Linked DNA regions of Mus musculus: region 2 is linked to region 1. The links are chromatin contacts, called in public Hi-C maps. All regions are on one chromosome and are shown on one strand. The core of a region is the stretch at or near the end of the contact, and the rest is flanking DNA. Distances in the headings are between cores, read along the strand shown.

Region 1 (4,148 bases), core at 1,030-3,529:
TCATTTTCAGTCTCCATCCCTTCTCCCTTCCAGGACGCTACAAAGATCCTACCCATAGCGGCACACCTACACACACCTACACACACACACACACACACACACACACACACACACACACACACACACACAGAGTCACACATATATGGACACACAAGCCCGTGCACACACCCTTGGGCTTAGAAGGTCTTTGATTCATAAGATAGCAAAGCCACAGAACGAAAAAGGCCCGTGCCACCTCTTTGCTTCCCGCCCTAAGTCTGCACACGATAAAAATAAAAATAATAATAATAATAACCACACATTCTAAACACCACCACAGAACACACCACCCCGCCAGCAACCCCAGCACGTCCCGTACCTGATATGCAGACGATGAAATTGGCTTGAAGAAGAAAAAGCACCTCCCAGACTATTTCCATCCTCTGATTCTCATTCCAGGTGCATCACTCGACGGGAAAACAGGGGGGAAGGGGGGAGCCCGACACGGTACACACATACACACACGCACACTCTCTCCAGAGAGCGCACACTCGCGCTCCCACCCGACAGCCGGCCAGGGACAGGCACCCCCAAGATCAATAACGCAGTTTGAATTGTTTCGGCAAATCTCCCCTCGGGCTCTTCGGATGTACTCCCCAGATGTGCTGACACATGTCCGATGCCTCGTTGCCTCGGAGGTCTCCCCTCTCTTGTATCTCTGCTCCTCTCACCAGTGGCAGAAATGGCACTTGCGGCGACCGCGGTGGCGGCGGCGGCAGCCACCTGAAGCCAACAGCACTGGGCTTTTCCTGCAAAACCGAGACCCCGATCCGCCGGGCGCCCCAAGAAGACATAGACAACAGCCCCCCGCTGGGCCGAGCTGTAGAGTTCTGGGCTCTTGCTCTCTTTCCGTAGGCTAGCTGAGCCCAGGTAGTCCGCGACAAGTTGCCCTCGAAGTCCGCCCCCCTTCACCGGGGCATGGTCAAAGGGTGACTGCTGTCTCTGATCAGGCCAGTTCTCCTGCTTCCGGAGGGGTGGGGAGAGAGGAGCAGACACCGCACACAGAGAAAGAAAGAGAAGCGGGGATTATTGCCCGCAAACACAGGTCACCAGCTGCCTCCGTTGACCCTCCCTGCTCCCCAAGTCCTCGAGCCGCCTGCCGCCTCCAAGCTGGCTTCAGGCGATGCTTCCAGGACGCCGAGCCCAAGGCTAGGCTCCCAGGACTGGGGTGCGTCGGGAGTCTCACTGACTCCCCCTCGTTGCACGCGCGCTTTCCGCTTTTCTGCTATTTTCCAGGGCTCCCCAGACCCCGCAATTGCCTCGCTTCCATCGCCCGCAACTAGCACCGCCGCCGAGATTTTCCGCAATGCAACTGCAGGGGTCGTTATTTCCTCGCCTACGGATCCCGACGCCTTCCCACTTGGAGAGGAGGAGGGCAGGTGGGGGCGGGAGCACGAGGAGGAGGGGAAGGAGAAGGCTCGGCCAGGTGAGCTTCCGTGCGGCCGCCCGGAGTCCCCACGTCAGCGGGGCGGCCAGGCACCCGGGGGCGGAGGCAAAAAGTCCGTCCCGGGGAGGGCGGCGAGGACATAAGGAGCAGTAGCTGGGAGTCAGCACTTCAGGCCACTGCCTCGGCCGGGACCCTAGGCGCCAGCCTTGGAACTCCGCCCCGCCCGGCTGCCCCGCTTCCCCTCCAGGAGCTTGGAGTTTCTTTTTTCTTTAAAAAGAACTTCTCGGCTGTTCGCTCACTACAGAAAAGCCGTGCGGGACTCATCTTGGAAGGACTGCGCTGTGCTCATTCCCTCTGCAGCGGAATTTGAAGGATTTTTTTTCTTTCTTTCTTTCATAATCCATTCCCTGCCCTCTCCTTTTCGTCCCTCTCCTGCTCCCTCCTTCCCCCCCCCCCCGCCCCCATCCTGCTCGGATGCCAGAAGAAAGCTACTTACCCCACAGTTCTCTTCGCAGATTCCCTGATCAGGTGCAACTCTTGCCCGCAAGTCCCTCACCTCCCTCCTCTCGCAACGGACACTCTAAGTCCGGGTACCAGCGGCCGCCAACCGCATCCCTATCAGAGCAGCTACGGGAGAATCCGATACCATCGGAAACCCAGGCCTCCCGGGAAACGGGTTTCCCTTCTTGTTTTTCTTTCACCGTTTTTCTTTAGAAAAGCTCTCAAACGCTTTGGTGGCTTTTGATGGACCCCGGGATACTCTCGGTCAGCGACACTCAGCAGCTTCCAGGGAAGGAGATTTTCCCCCAGCAAGCCGGCGCGCGCGCACTCTTGCCCAGCGCGCGGCTCTCTCGGGCCCCAGGGGAAGGAGGGGGCGGCGAGAGCACCACCCACCACCCAGGCGGAGCCGGAGCCGCCGGGTCTGCAGAAGGTCTAGCCCTGGAAGGGCGGCCTGGGAATGCAGTGCGGATGCAGGGTAAATGCTAGGAAATCCTGCGCTCCGGACTGCTCGCCTAAAAGGGCTAGGGGTGAACAGGGAAGGAAAAACTGCAGCAGATTTGTGTGCGTCTATCAAGGCAGGAGTGGCTGGCGGAAAGCCCCAGACCTACCTCTTTTAAGGGTGCTGAAGAAGAAGAGGGCAGGGCAGAGGGAATCCCTGGAAAGATCTGGGGTTTGTGGAGAAGCTTGTCCGGATACCCAAGTGTGACGTTGGGAGGCTTTGCATAAGCGCGGATGGACACACACAACAAACACACGCACAACCCACAGGGAATATTTTTGTACTTTTAAATTGCTGATGCTTAGAAGCTGTTTCACTGTGAGCCTCGATCTAATAAGCATAGAAAGAGTGGAGAAGTGGAAAGGAAGAAGGTGGGAAAGAACCATGTTTTTTGATCTGCACAGTAGATGCAGCAAACACAGCGAACATCCAGACTGTGTGGCATCTAAGGGTGCGGCATAAGAGCCAAAGTAGTTACACCAGAGGGCTCCCCGGATTCTTGAATGGAGTCTAGGAAGTCTAGAGATTCTCTGTACTGGGAAGTCGGGCGTCATGAGACCCGGAGGGGAGCAGTGGGGGTGTGGGGGCTGGCGCTGAGAGAGGAAGGAAAGCAGCTAGCTGACTGCAGAAACCAGAGTGTGCGGTTCTGCAGCCTCCGGGGATCCTAAAAAAGAACCGCTGGCAGTCTTGCCTACTCTTTAAGAAGGAGGTGTGGCCGAGGGAATTTTTTCCCCCCTCTGAGACGACAGCCAAGGACTCCAGGTGGCCAACGCATTAAAAATCGAGGCTCGGATGAAATAAATCCATGCTTTTTAGGTAGAGAACTTTGAGACTCAGCAGGAAAGACATTGAGACTTGAGAACATTAATAGAATCAGAGACGGTGAGAATTAGCCCATTTGGGAAACATAGAGGGGAGTGTTTGTCTCCGTGTCTTGAAAGTAGACTGCATGAAAGGGATTTTTTTGAGCAGAGAGAGAAGAAAGCAGTTTGCCAAATGTGAACAGAGCCATCGTAGGTCAGCACCACGGATAGCGACCTACCTTCTGTGATTCCAAGCTGGTTTACTGACAGCAGGAGAGCTTTCTCTCTGGATGTGCAAGCAAAGTGACTGGGTTTTATACCACATAACCATTCATTTATTAACGGATTATGCAAATATCAAGTGACTGACTTATATACATCAAGCATTGTAGTACAGTGTTGTGGTTTTAAAACTGAAAAGCACGATGGGTGTTTATCACAGAGCTCAGAGATTGTGCCTTCCTGTACATTTTGCCTTAAGACCAATGCTAGTAAATAATAGTTCATCCCTTTCTTTCCTGCCTAGACCTGCCACTGTCACTGTAAACGTTTAATTTATCATTGTTTATAATGTATTTAAAAAATAAACTCATGAGATTATTTGTTAGTTAAAAAAATGTATTGATTGATTTCCATAGACCAGGCATTGATGAGTCTCTAGCATGAATTATCTCACTTAGTCATCATTAACATCCCGTCTTGGTCCATTTGTGATGCTTTCACAAAATAGCACAGCCCACAAAATTTATAAATAATTTTTTACACTCCTGGAGGCTGGGAGAGGGCTGAGGTTGGGACATTCCACACTGAGAGAAAGGGTTCTTTCTATGTCCTTATACAACAGGAGACAGAAAGACAAAATATTTTAAAGCACTTCCCATGATAGTTTTATAAGGGTAAATCCTTCCATTCGTGAATG
Region 2 (4,148 bases), core at 626-3,125, 40 kb before region 1:
AAACAACATTAGGACAAATCCCCAGGCATCCATAGGGTGGAAGGGAGATTGGGATTGGGTTTTAATAAGAATAGAGTAAGTACTTTGAAAATGATCAGATACTTTATAAAGGTTAGTGATTAGTATTAATTCTTCTGACATCAACCTTATGTTCAATGGTCCTGATTCCACAGTTCCTTGTGAGCGAAGCAGCCTTTTCTAGAGACTTTATTTGTGTTCTTTATCACCAGTTTGGTTAAGGTACAGGTCTGTTTTGTACTGGTGGTCCTGACATATGACTTAAGAGTTTTAAACTTGATAGTGGTGGGAAGACATTAAGTACAACCTCATGTAAAACTTTGAATTTTGGTCTCATGCCAGGCTAGCAATATATAGTACAATACATCCTAATGTTGCTAGGCTGTAGCAGATAGCTGCAGCTCCTAGTCAGATACTGATAATGTTAGAAATTTGATGTTCTACAGTGCATAGAGTTGCTCGGCTCTAATGGTCAATAGTTCAAGTTTACTAAATACACCTTTGACTAATAATATTTTTAGTTTATAATGGTTTAAGTAAAGGAGCTCCCATAGTTTCACCTAGTATTCTCTCTCTTTCTCACACACATGCCCCTTCTCCTTGGTTTGTATTCAGGAAACACATATTACCAGGAGAGAGAAGAACCATTATAGCGAGGAAGCAATATATGAGAAGGAAACTGGGATCCTGAACACTGTCATAACAATCACAAGGTCATAAAAATGGACATGGAACAAATAACTACTTAGTTTGAGAAAATTTAATGTAACAAATAGACTGACTGGCTCAGTGCATCGGATTTTATTTTAGATCAGTGAGGATGATAAAGCATTTGAAAAAGAAAAGAAAAAAAGAAAGAAAGGAAACCAAAGCTGCTTCTAGATGTGGATGATTCCTACAGTTATTAGGGTGTTATATGCAAATCTATATTAATGGTAAAATAAAAGGGCTAATTTGGAATAGAATGCAGTTGATCTCTAGGGCTGGCTGGCAAAGTGGTCAGCTCTGTCCCACCTGCTTCAATAATGTCAAAGTGAAGCATAAGCATGCACGATCATTTTTTCATTGTCCATTTGTTACTTGTATAATAGAAATAGTAGAACTGAGTTATCAAAACAAAGACAGCCCTGGCTCACAAATTCAAACATAGTTACCAACTGGCACCTTACATAAGATGCCATAACTACTCATAGCTTTCATCTTAAACTTGAGATGTTGGTGCTAAAGGATCAGGAGTGATGGCAGGAGAAGTAGCCTCTGCCAGGGAAGAGGGCACCAATTGATTACCCAATACCAAATGTCAGCTCTGAAAACATACACATAATATGTGCATTATACAGGGTGAGCAGGACATTTAGAGGTGGAAAAAACAGAGGAAGAGAATAAAAAGGAAAAAAAGGAGAGGAAAGAAAGAAAGGAAGAAAAAAGAAATGAGAGGAAATGGAGGAAGAAAGGAGAGAAGGAGGGAGGGAAAGGAAATGGAAGGTAAGGGGAGGGGAGGGGACAGAACGGGAGGGGAGTGGACAGCAGGGGAGGGAGATATTTTCTGATGTTGGCTTTTTCTTTGGGATTAAATGCTGACTCTAGAACTGATTGGTTGGTTTTTTATTTTCTTTCTGAAAATAAATTCAGTACTCTACCTACAAAGAAACTAACATTATTTTCCACTTTTCTGTCATAAATAATGGATGAGTTAAAATATGCAAGCTATCAAGCACAGTGTCTACTACAAATTCACAATTTCTATCTATTCGCTAATGTTCTCATGTACAACAAGAGCAGATTGCCCTCTCAGAATGGATCACTGGCTCTGGTGCTAACAGAAGCACCTAGGTGCTCTCCTGCTTTCCACACAGGAAAGTCTGGCATGTGTCCACACACTGGGAATGCAGACTGACTTTTTTTTTCTAGGCATCTCAAAGTAGTCATGCAGAAGAGAAACCATTTTCTCTTTTTTCTAGTCTCAGATGATTGCTCAAGTCTAAACCTTATGCAGATATTACAACCCTCTGCCTGCCTCCCCCTTTAAAGACCAGCCTAACAACTTTGACAGAACAATGAGTTTATGTTTTCACTTTTAAATCATTTAGGGGCTCTAAATAAGACCCAGAGACTGTGGTTTACAACACCAGCCTGGAATTCCTTGGAAAATGTGTATTTGTTTGTACAAAGACTCAGCTCAAGGTTAGAGGTCTATGCTCTAAGGTAGAGATGTAAAATTAAGAGACTTGATAAAATGAGTCGACACTGTGAATATCTCATGTTCTTGAAAAATAACTCATGTCTTTGGGTGAATGTAATACATTTCTTTTTCTGTCTCTTGCACTGTGTGTGTGTGTGTGTGTGTATGAGGGGGTGAGGTTGTGTATACATACTGATATCAAATGGTTGGGCACTGCCATGGAGCCATAGAGAAAATCAATTATGTAAAATTCATACCCTGGGGAGTAGTGATCCACTTGGGAGGCTAGCAAGTCCATTGCCAGTTAGATAGTAATGAATGAGTTCAAGGACAGTACAAGACAGCAATGAGAAAGACCTACATGTAATGACTAATTAGCTACTAAATGCTCTCTTCAGATAGCTAACATTACAGAAAAGTCAGAGGAGAATAAGATCCACAGGACACATGAATTTGTTGAGCAAAACACAAGAAAATGGCCCTCTTCCTCTTACTAAAGGGAAATTAAAAACATTAAAGCTAAATATGTATTTACATTTCAAACGAGTCAGTTAAAGTGTTTTAGTTTAAAATGAGCATTAATGAATGAGCTTCTCCAGGCTCACAATGTGTGTTAATCAGCCACTCGATGTTGTTTCCTGACAATTTCAGTTATAGCATATTTGGTGAAAATGAGTGTACTAGACCAAAAGGTTCAGATGGAGATCAAGACACACAGTATGATGATATCTTAAGAAGACACGTGCCAATAAAGGAGTATGGGATGATGGCCCTAACTGTGTCAGTGAAGAAGGTGGATGGGGTGATGACCTGACCAAATCATTAAGAAGAGTGGGATGACACCCTGACCTGTGTCACTGAGAGGAATGGCATGATGCTCTGACCTGTGTCAATGAGCAGGATAGGGTGATGCCCTGACCTGTGCTGAGCAGGATGGGGCAATGCTCTGACCTTGTCAGTATGGAGGATGGGGTGACGCCTTGAGCTGTGTTAATTAGGAAGATGAGGAGATACCTGAACTGAGGCAGTGGAGCCCAGTAGAGAGGATATAACAGAGCTCAGGAAGCTTCCCTGAATCAGACTGAATGAGTACGTGGTTCAGTTCTAATAAATTATAGAAAGACCAGCCTGACACACCTGCAGAAGAGCCACCTTAAGGAAGCTTGGTTGTCATGTTCATCGCTTTCTTGAGGGCATCCTGGCTCTTCAGATGCCCGAGGAAAGGGCTTCTTCCCACTAAATTGAAGTTGAAGCATGTGTCCAGATATCTGTAGATCATATGAGCTTATTTTTTTCATACTCCGCTATCTTCTTGTACAGACTCCCCAGCATAGTGGTGGGAAACATATTTCAAAACCATAGCTAGAGTTCAAATTTCAGTTTTACCATTCAAATCTTGATTCAGATACTTATGGGTCCTCCAAGGCTCTGTATAGCCAGTCTTAAGCCAGTGTGTGTGGGCATGCATGTGTGTATATGTGTGTTTCTATATTTGTATATAAGTATGTGTATGTGTATATGCTGTGTTGTGTATATATATTTGTATAATGTATGTATTTGTGCATGTGTATGCATATGTGTGTGTATGTTTGTGTGTGCATGTTTGTGTAATAGCTATGAACTCACAGTGCCCTTTGAGCAAATGAGCTACTATACATAAATCTTTTAAAACAATGCTCAGTACTTAGTGATCACTTAAATATAAGCTGTCACACTTTCTTCTCATTACTTAACCTGCCAGCTGCAGGGATGACTGTGTCTTCTTGTCTGAGACCCACACGAGAAGATATAAAAAGCCAAAGTCTATCCACTCGTAATCATACTTCTGTCTTTATGCATCTTCCATCACCCTTGTTTTCACCAACAGAACCTGATTTTAGTAGCTGAGTTCTAACCTTATACCTACATGGTCTTTTGCTAGATCCAGTATTTTCATTTATAGGTATCC

What was found. A called contact is a pair of places that touch in the nucleus more often than the background predicts.
Region 2: a Hi-C map of cerebellar granule neurons shows a contact between it and region 1, with 3 times the contacts expected there. The contact joins the enhancer-like site here to the promoter of Car10 in region 1. A contact is called at or near these places in 4 of 39 promoter capture datasets (the 3T3-L1 cell line, liver, pre-B cells and 1 more), 6 of 484 Hi-C or Micro-C datasets (brain, cerebellar granule neurons, cerebellum and 2 more), 1 of 115 datasets of contacts at active chromatin or transcription factors (embryonic stem cells) and 2 of 9 other capture datasets (adipose tissue and liver).

The regions. Positions count from the first base shown.
Region 1 is chr11:93,096,497-93,100,644 of GRCm38.p6, reverse strand. Car10 (carbonic anhydrase 10) reads right to left here and starts at 2,279. Exons shown (of 10, transcript NM_001361708.1): 1 at 1,923-2,279; 2 at 359-999. The coding sequence starts at 419.
Region 2 is chr11:93,135,763-93,139,910 of GRCm38.p6, reverse strand. The region is part of intron 2 of Car10 (carbonic anhydrase 10); the gene reads right to left. Among named protein-coding and RNA genes, the nearest start is that of Car10, 39 kb to the right of the region's middle. Within about 2 kb of position 1,875, at least 1 of the 459 cell types and tissues checked has an H3K27ac peak or open chromatin away from gene starts, as enhancers often do. A contact at or near this core is called in cerebellar granule neurons, where this site is marked.